2 separate regions of the Bos taurus genome follow, and region 2 is linked to region 1. A link is a contact called in public Hi-C data. All regions are on one chromosome and are shown on one strand. The core of a region is the stretch at or near the end of the contact, and the rest is flanking DNA. Distances in the headings are between cores, read along the strand shown. Region 1 holds the start of UBALD2 (UBA like domain containing 2). Region 2 overlaps RNF157 (ring finger protein 157).

What was found. Hi-C and Micro-C count contacts between places; a contact is called where the count stands out from the background.
Region 2: a Hi-C map of liver shows a contact between it and region 1, with 2.0 times the contacts expected there. The contact joins the enhancer-like site here to the promoter of UBALD2 in region 1. A contact is called at or near these places in 2 of 11 Hi-C or Micro-C datasets (liver and skeletal muscle).

Annotation. Positions count from the first base shown.
Region 1 is chr19:55,447,445-55,450,801 of ARS-UCD2.0, reverse strand. UBALD2 (UBA like domain containing 2) reads left to right here and starts at 1,761. Exons shown (of 3, transcript XM_005221309.4): 1 at 1,761-2,014; 2 at 2,401-2,463. The coding sequence starts at 1,895.
Region 2 is chr19:55,519,036-55,522,392 of ARS-UCD2.0, reverse strand. It overlaps RNF157 (ring finger protein 157), which reads right to left. Exons shown (of 19, transcript NM_001205618.2): 9 at 2,034-2,105; 10 at 1,006-1,165; 11 at 768-880. Among named protein-coding and RNA genes, the nearest start is that of FOXJ1, 21 kb to the left of the region's middle. Within about 2 kb of position 1,537, at least 18 of the 102 cell types and tissues checked have an H3K27ac peak or open chromatin away from gene starts, as enhancers often do. A contact at or near this core is called in liver, where this site is marked.

The DNA.
Region 1 (3,357 bases), core at 512-3,011:
AAGGTCCCACATGCTGCAAGGCGTAGTCAAAACAAACAAACAGACATAAGGGTTCCTGCAGCCTGCAATGCCTCTGCCCAGTTCGGTCCTACTACTCATGGCCCTGGCATGCTGGACACCTGTATGTACTTGCGAAAACTGGAGCCGCACAGTCACAGTACTTCCTTGTTCTGAGGCTGCTTGTGGCCCAGGCTCCCTGGCAAATCGCAACTGCTGGCTGCTCACTTTTGTTTTCACCTTGCAATTACTGGAAGGGAAGGGCTGCAAGCTGTACTTGACTCTTCAGCCACACTCCAGGTCTCAGCCCATGCAAACTTGGAGGGAGCGAAGTACAATTACGGCAACAGAAATGGGTCTGGGCAGGCAAAAAGCTGACTCCTGCTCCTTCAAAACAAACAAACAAACAAAGGGACTAACTAAACGGGACAAACTCATTATAGTGCCTGAAGCTGGTTTTCATCAGTACATAAACATTGGGTGTAACTTTTTCCTTATTTATATTCTTTTTTTTTTTTTAATATGGTTAGGTTTTCTTAGATGGAGAGTTAAATCCACTTCAGGCAAAGTCAAAATAGAATCATGGCTTCCTTTCCTTTAGCCTCCTGTTCTGAAGACTCATAATTAATTATAATGTTCTCTTTGATTGGTATTTTAGATCCAGAACTTACAAAGTTTTTCAGAAACAGAAATTCTCACAGTGAATTCCTAGCAATATTTATTTACCGTTCTAAATTCTCTGGCCTGTCTTCAGTCTGCTTAAACTCCTAGTTCTTCTCCCATCCTGACAATTCCCAAGCACAAAACTTGAAGGTTAAATCTAATTCAGAAGATGGAAGCTCAGTGTATATAAATAAACTTTGTTTTTAAATATCTAGAGTTGAGAGCCAGTACCTGTATAGAAACAAAGTTTCAGTTAGGTCAATCAATTTATGGAAAAACATTTTTTTTTTTTAGTTTTCAATATTGGTGTCTGAGAAAGTCTCATTTTCTCCTTTCGATTATATTTAATGTACATTAACATTAGTTTACATCTTCAGAAAGCCAAGTTTTTGGCCTAAAAACGTAGGGAAAGACTGTTGGGCTTTTGGGGTGGGTTGGACTGGAAGGAGGCATGAAGAGATTACATTACACTTCAATAAAAAGCAAAAAAAAAAAAAAGTAGAGCGGCTTGAAAGTTTAAAAAAAATAAACAATTTTGAGTTGAGCAGCTTAAAAGACTCTGTTTCCTATTTTGATCACTGTGTTTCTCGAGATGACCACATCTTTCAGAGGAAGTGAGTCAAAGCCACTGTCTTGCTTTTCCAGCTGAGCATGTTCAGTTTCAATGAAGTAATGAATGAACTTGGCCGCACCACCCCCCCAAGACTACAACAGCAAATAGAGGCGCCTCAGCCAATCAGCTGGCACTCAAGGTTTTCAAGTTGAGTTCAAACAGACTCACGGGAGACCAATCAGATGGCGCGGCTCCGCCCCAAACGCCGGGTCGGGGCCAATCAGGAGCCCAAACGAGCCAAAACACAGCGTCTGGCCAATGCCCGGGAGCCCCACGGCGCCGACGTCCGCCAATGGGCGCGGCCAGGCAAAAAGAGAAACAGTGCGGGCCCGCAGGCCGCAGGATTCGAATCGAACGTCCGCACGGGAACCGGGCCCCGGCCGAGCGGAGCGGGCCAATCAGCGGCGGCGGCTCTCGGCCCCCGAACGTTGGGACACGCGGCCCCGCCCCGCGCTGTTGTTTGTGGTGTCGGCCGGCAGCGCGAGTCGGACAACAACACTCGCCAGGCGGGCGGCGCGGCGGCCGAGGGTCCGGAGGCCGCGGGCGGCGGCGGCGAGCTCGAGCGGAGGGCAGCCGGCCTCCCGCGGCCGCCGAGCCCGGGAGTGCGCGCCGGCCGGAGCCATGTCGGTGAACATGGATGAGCTGCGGCACCAGGTCATGATCAACCAGTTCGTGCTGGCCGCGGGCTGCGCGGCCGACCAGGCGAAGCAGCTGCTGCAGGCGGCCCACTGGCAGTTTGAGGTGCGTGCGGGCCGAGAGCCAGCGCTCCCGGGCGGTCCCGCTCGCTGGCCGCCGGCCCTGGGGTCGGGGTGCAGGCCGGGGCGACCGGCCGCGCGCCGCGGAGGGAGAGGGGGCAGGGAAGCTCTATGTATATCGCCCGGTCCGGCGATCGGCGCCCGCGTGGGGCGCGGGGCCCTGCCGCCTGGCACCCTCGCGGGGTCTGGGGGACGCCCCCTCCGAGCGACGCGTGCCTGCCGGCTGAAGGGTCGGACCCGGAGGCCGGGAGCGCAGCGCCACGGACACCGCGGAGGGTCCCGGCCGGTGGGGTCGGTGGGGTCGGTGGGGCCCTTGGGCTTCCTACCTTCGACCCCCGTTAACCGCCACCCTGCCGCTGTGTTTGTCCGCAGACCGCCCTGAGCACGTTTTTCCAAGAAACCAACATTCCCAACGGTCACCACCACCACCAGATGGTAAGTGTGGCCGGGCACGGCGGGCGGGAGGGCCGGTCTCGCCGCGGCTGCGGCGCACCCGGGGCGGCCGGGCGCGCGGGCCGGGGGCCGCTGTCAGGCGCCGGCAGTGACAGCCATGTTGCCGGGGAGCGCCGCGCCGCGTTGTAAACAAAGAGCCAAAATGTCTTCCAGGAAAGAGCGGCTCCCGGGGCCGGCCGGCTCGCCCAACTTTGCGGTCAGGCCTCCGGGGCCATTGTGCCCCGTCGATCTTCCTAGGTCAGGGGCCAGGAGGGTGGCTGGAGGAGTAGCCAGGAGGCAGGTGTGGGGAGGGGGCTCAGGATAACTGGATATCGGGGGAGGGGGAGGGGGAAACGGAGAGCGGGAGCGAAGGCCGGCCCCCCCCCCACCCCCCAGGGGACTGGGACCCGGGGGTGTCTGTTTATAGAGCGCCACTTCTTGCTGTTGAGTGGCAGCAAACCCCCGCCCAGCCCCACCACCGCTTCCAAACAACCCAGCTCTACGGGGAACAGGAAAGGGACAAATCCACTCCGGCCTGGGAGCTGGGCTCTTCCTAGGTAGTTATGTCCACTCTTTCCTGTTCGTGGGAAAAGACCTAACCCCGAGCCGCCTGGAAGACTTACAGGTTTTTGACTAGATAAGCCAAGAATGCGTTTAATCTCTGTAGGTGAAGACATACAAAGCACAGGAAACAGAAGTGGTTCAGGCCTGAATTTGCTTTCTTCTCTTTTCCAAGCTGGCGCCAGGCCTGGGCCTTTGCCCTGCTGGCCATAAGGCGTCCTGCTCTCCACTGGGCTCAGGACATCCCTTCCCTTTAGAGGTTTGAATGCCTCCTCTTCCCCCTCTAGTCACCAGTGTGCCCTGCTGGGGGAGGAGGGCCCCCCGATAGGGATCGTA
Region 2 (3,357 bases), core at 288-2,787, 72 kb before region 1:
TTATGTGATAAAATCTACATGTTCTTTTTTTGGGTTGTTTTCAGGCTTAGAGAACCCCCATCCATAGTCAACTGAAGACTCATCTGTAAAGTATTCTGGGTTTTTAAGGCTTGGTTTGCTTTGCCTTTAGGGTAGTTAACTAGTTCCTCCACCTGGAATTCATGATCTGATTAGGCGTGAAGTGCTAAACTAACTGATTTTTCTTCCCTAAATAGCTACCTAATCATTCCAGTACCACTTACTGAATAATTAATAATTAATCTCTTCCACTCACACATTAACCTAAAGACAAGACCTTCTAGTCTGTAACTACAAAGCTCGGAAGCTTTGCACCATCACTTACACTACGAGACCAAGGTGAATTATTTCATCTACTTGGTTCCTAGTATCTGAAGCCATAAAACGGAGTAAAGAAAAAGAGTCACCTCTGAGGATTCAGATAAAAATAGTAAGTTGAATCTAAACCTCAAACAATCATCCTCTTGTTTCTGCCTGGGGGCGTTCCAGAACTGACCCCACCTCCGGAGTGAAACAGCAAGCCGCTGGTTCTAGGGATGGTAAATATTAACTGGACACTGAGCTCCCAAGGTGGCAAGGGGAGGTTTTAATGATCAGAACATCATTTTCCACTGCACTATAGGCTGGTTCTAACACAATGCGATCTCGGCCAGCTTACTCAATACTTCAGAGTGCCAAGATTCACTTACTTGCTGCCAAGCCACATGAAGGACAGAAGGTGGGGGAAAAAAAAAAAAGGCCCAACTTACAGAATGCTCTTCTGAGTCAGACGTCTGGGATGAGAGGATAGGGTTGAAGCTGGCTGGGGACAGGGGGCCCAGTTTTTTCCTCATGGCTCGGATTTGGAGCAGTGCCCGGAAGGCTGTGAAGAGGGAAACAGGTCATCAGGACATGGGGGAGTCAGGAGGGACTAGAGCCTCCACGGAAGCCAGCCCGGCTGGGGGGCGGGGTGACCTGGGGGGCCCAGCGGGGCCTCGGGGGGCTTACGCAGTCGGCAGATAGGGCAGTTGTTGGCTTGGTAGCGAAGGGTGTCGGCGCAGGTGTTACACAGGCAGAGGTGGCGACAGGGCAGGATCAGCGTGTCCCGCACGTCGGAGAGACACACCACGCACTCGGCACTGTTATCGCTAACCTCGTCCTCAGCCACCTGTCGGGGGCGGGGGGGGCAGACAGCCAGTGTCACAAAGACTCTCATGACCCATGGTTTATTTTATTATTCATCTGTTTGTTTCATGCGGATCAGTTTTAAAGTCTTCACTGAATCTGTTACAATAGTGCCTCTGTTTTTTTATTTTTATATTCTGGTTTTTTCACTGCAAGGCATGTGGGATCTTAGCCTCCTGACCAGGGATTGAACCTGCAACCCCTTTGTTGGTAGGCAAAGTCTCAACCGATGGACCCCCAGGGAAATCCCCCATGGTTTAGAAGGCAGCTCGCCTGCAGAGCTGAGACAAGTCCTGTGAACAGAATCTTGCACCTGCATTGAACTTCATGGTTTACCAAGTGCATGTGCACGCCCAGTTTCACTTTCGGCAACTGTGTGTGCCAAGCTCCTCCTCTGGAGCTGAGATCTGGTCCTCTCCATCAGTCAGAGCTAAAGGAGCCCAGAAGGCCACACAGGGGAGGGGGCAGCGACAAACTGAGGGTCCAGGGAACTAGGTGAGCAGAGCCCCGTAGAAGAACCCATCCAAACCAGCCCATTTTTTCATTTCCAAATTTAAATATAATTATAATCATCTGAAATGAGGAAGAAGAAATACCCTTCTAGGACCAGACAAATTTCAGAGTTTGGTGTGCTAAATTCCTAGATCCTGGCTGGATCAGGATCCTCACCCTGCCTCCTGGGAAGAGGACATTCAGAACTGTGGATGGGGGACTTCCCTGGTGGTCCAGTAGTTAAGACTGTGCTTCCATTGCAGCGGGTCAGGGTTTGATCCCTGGTAGGGGAACTAAGAGCCCATATCCTGCAGGGAAAGGCCAAAAAAAAAAAAAAAAGAACCATGGATGGAACTTGCCTTAGACTCTTGCGTGTTGTACTTGTTTTCAATCCCATAGATCTCCTGAAGGAGGTAGCTGACCCCATCCACCTAAAGAACAAATGGAAAAGTGCAAGGGCAGGCTGGTTCTAATGAAAGATAAAAGCGGGAACTTACACACCTCCACCATGAACCTCCTTCGGTAACCAAGGACTACAGATTCACAATGGAAACACTCAAAGGCCTGGTCAAGCACAGGATGCCCTTATTTACTTACATGTTCTCTTTGGGAGGGGAAAGAAAATCTGATGCTTAATTCACCCACTCTTTTGTCCAACAGGGAACACGAACATTCATAAATACAACAGAAATCCTTGTACTGTAGGTCACTATGACAGAGCCCAGAGACTAGGCAAAGGGTGGAGGACCACAGGTCAAAATAGACGCATTAGCTAGCTGTGGAATGAAAGCTGAGCTTAGACCGTATACAAAGGAAGGAATGGAAATGAGAAAGAAGAAATGGGCAAGGAAAAGGGGGGAAGGGAAAATGCAGACGCTGAGAGAGAGCAGGCTCTGGAAGGAGGTCTGATTGCACCCCTCCCCCTCTACTGAGCCACCCCCATCACCGACAGGTGGGCAAAATTACCCGTTAGTCCTTCCAACAGCTGACTCATTGGAAAAGACCCTGATGCTGGGAAAGACTGAGGGTAGGAGGAAAAGGACACGACAGAGGATGAGATGCTTGGATGGCATCACTGACTCAATGGACATAAGTTTGAGCAAACTCTGGGAGGCGGTGAAAGATAGGGAAGCCTGGCGTGCTGTAGTCCACGGGGTCGCAAAGAGTTGGATACGAACTTGGCAACTGAAAAACAAGTCCTGCCTCTTAAAACCCCAACTTCAGGGCTTCCCTCATGGTCCAGTAGTTAGGACTCAGCGCTCTCACTTCTGGGGCCCAGGTTCAATCCCTGGTCAGGGAACTAAGATCTTGAACGCTGTGCAGCTTGGCCAAAAATTAAAACCCCAACTTCAAGGCCCAGTTCGACTCAGACAGCCTGAGCCACGTCTGCCAAAGCTGGCCCCTCCCTCGTTTCCTCATGCTTTCCTCATGCCAGTTCATTCCTCGCTCCCCCTACCCCCAGTGATCCCCTCCCCAAAGGCCCAGTCCATTATCAATTGCACATTCTAGTCTCCAGTTAGACTAAGCCTATTGCTGATGCCAGTCGAGCAACAGGAGAAGGGATGAACCAACTCCCTTGCAGTACCCAAGCCTTTCCACCCCATGCAGGCGTCCTGGAGAACTAGGCCTCCCCCTGAGGCAACTCACGAGGCCCCGCCTTTCCAGGCAGCACCCCGGGGCTCA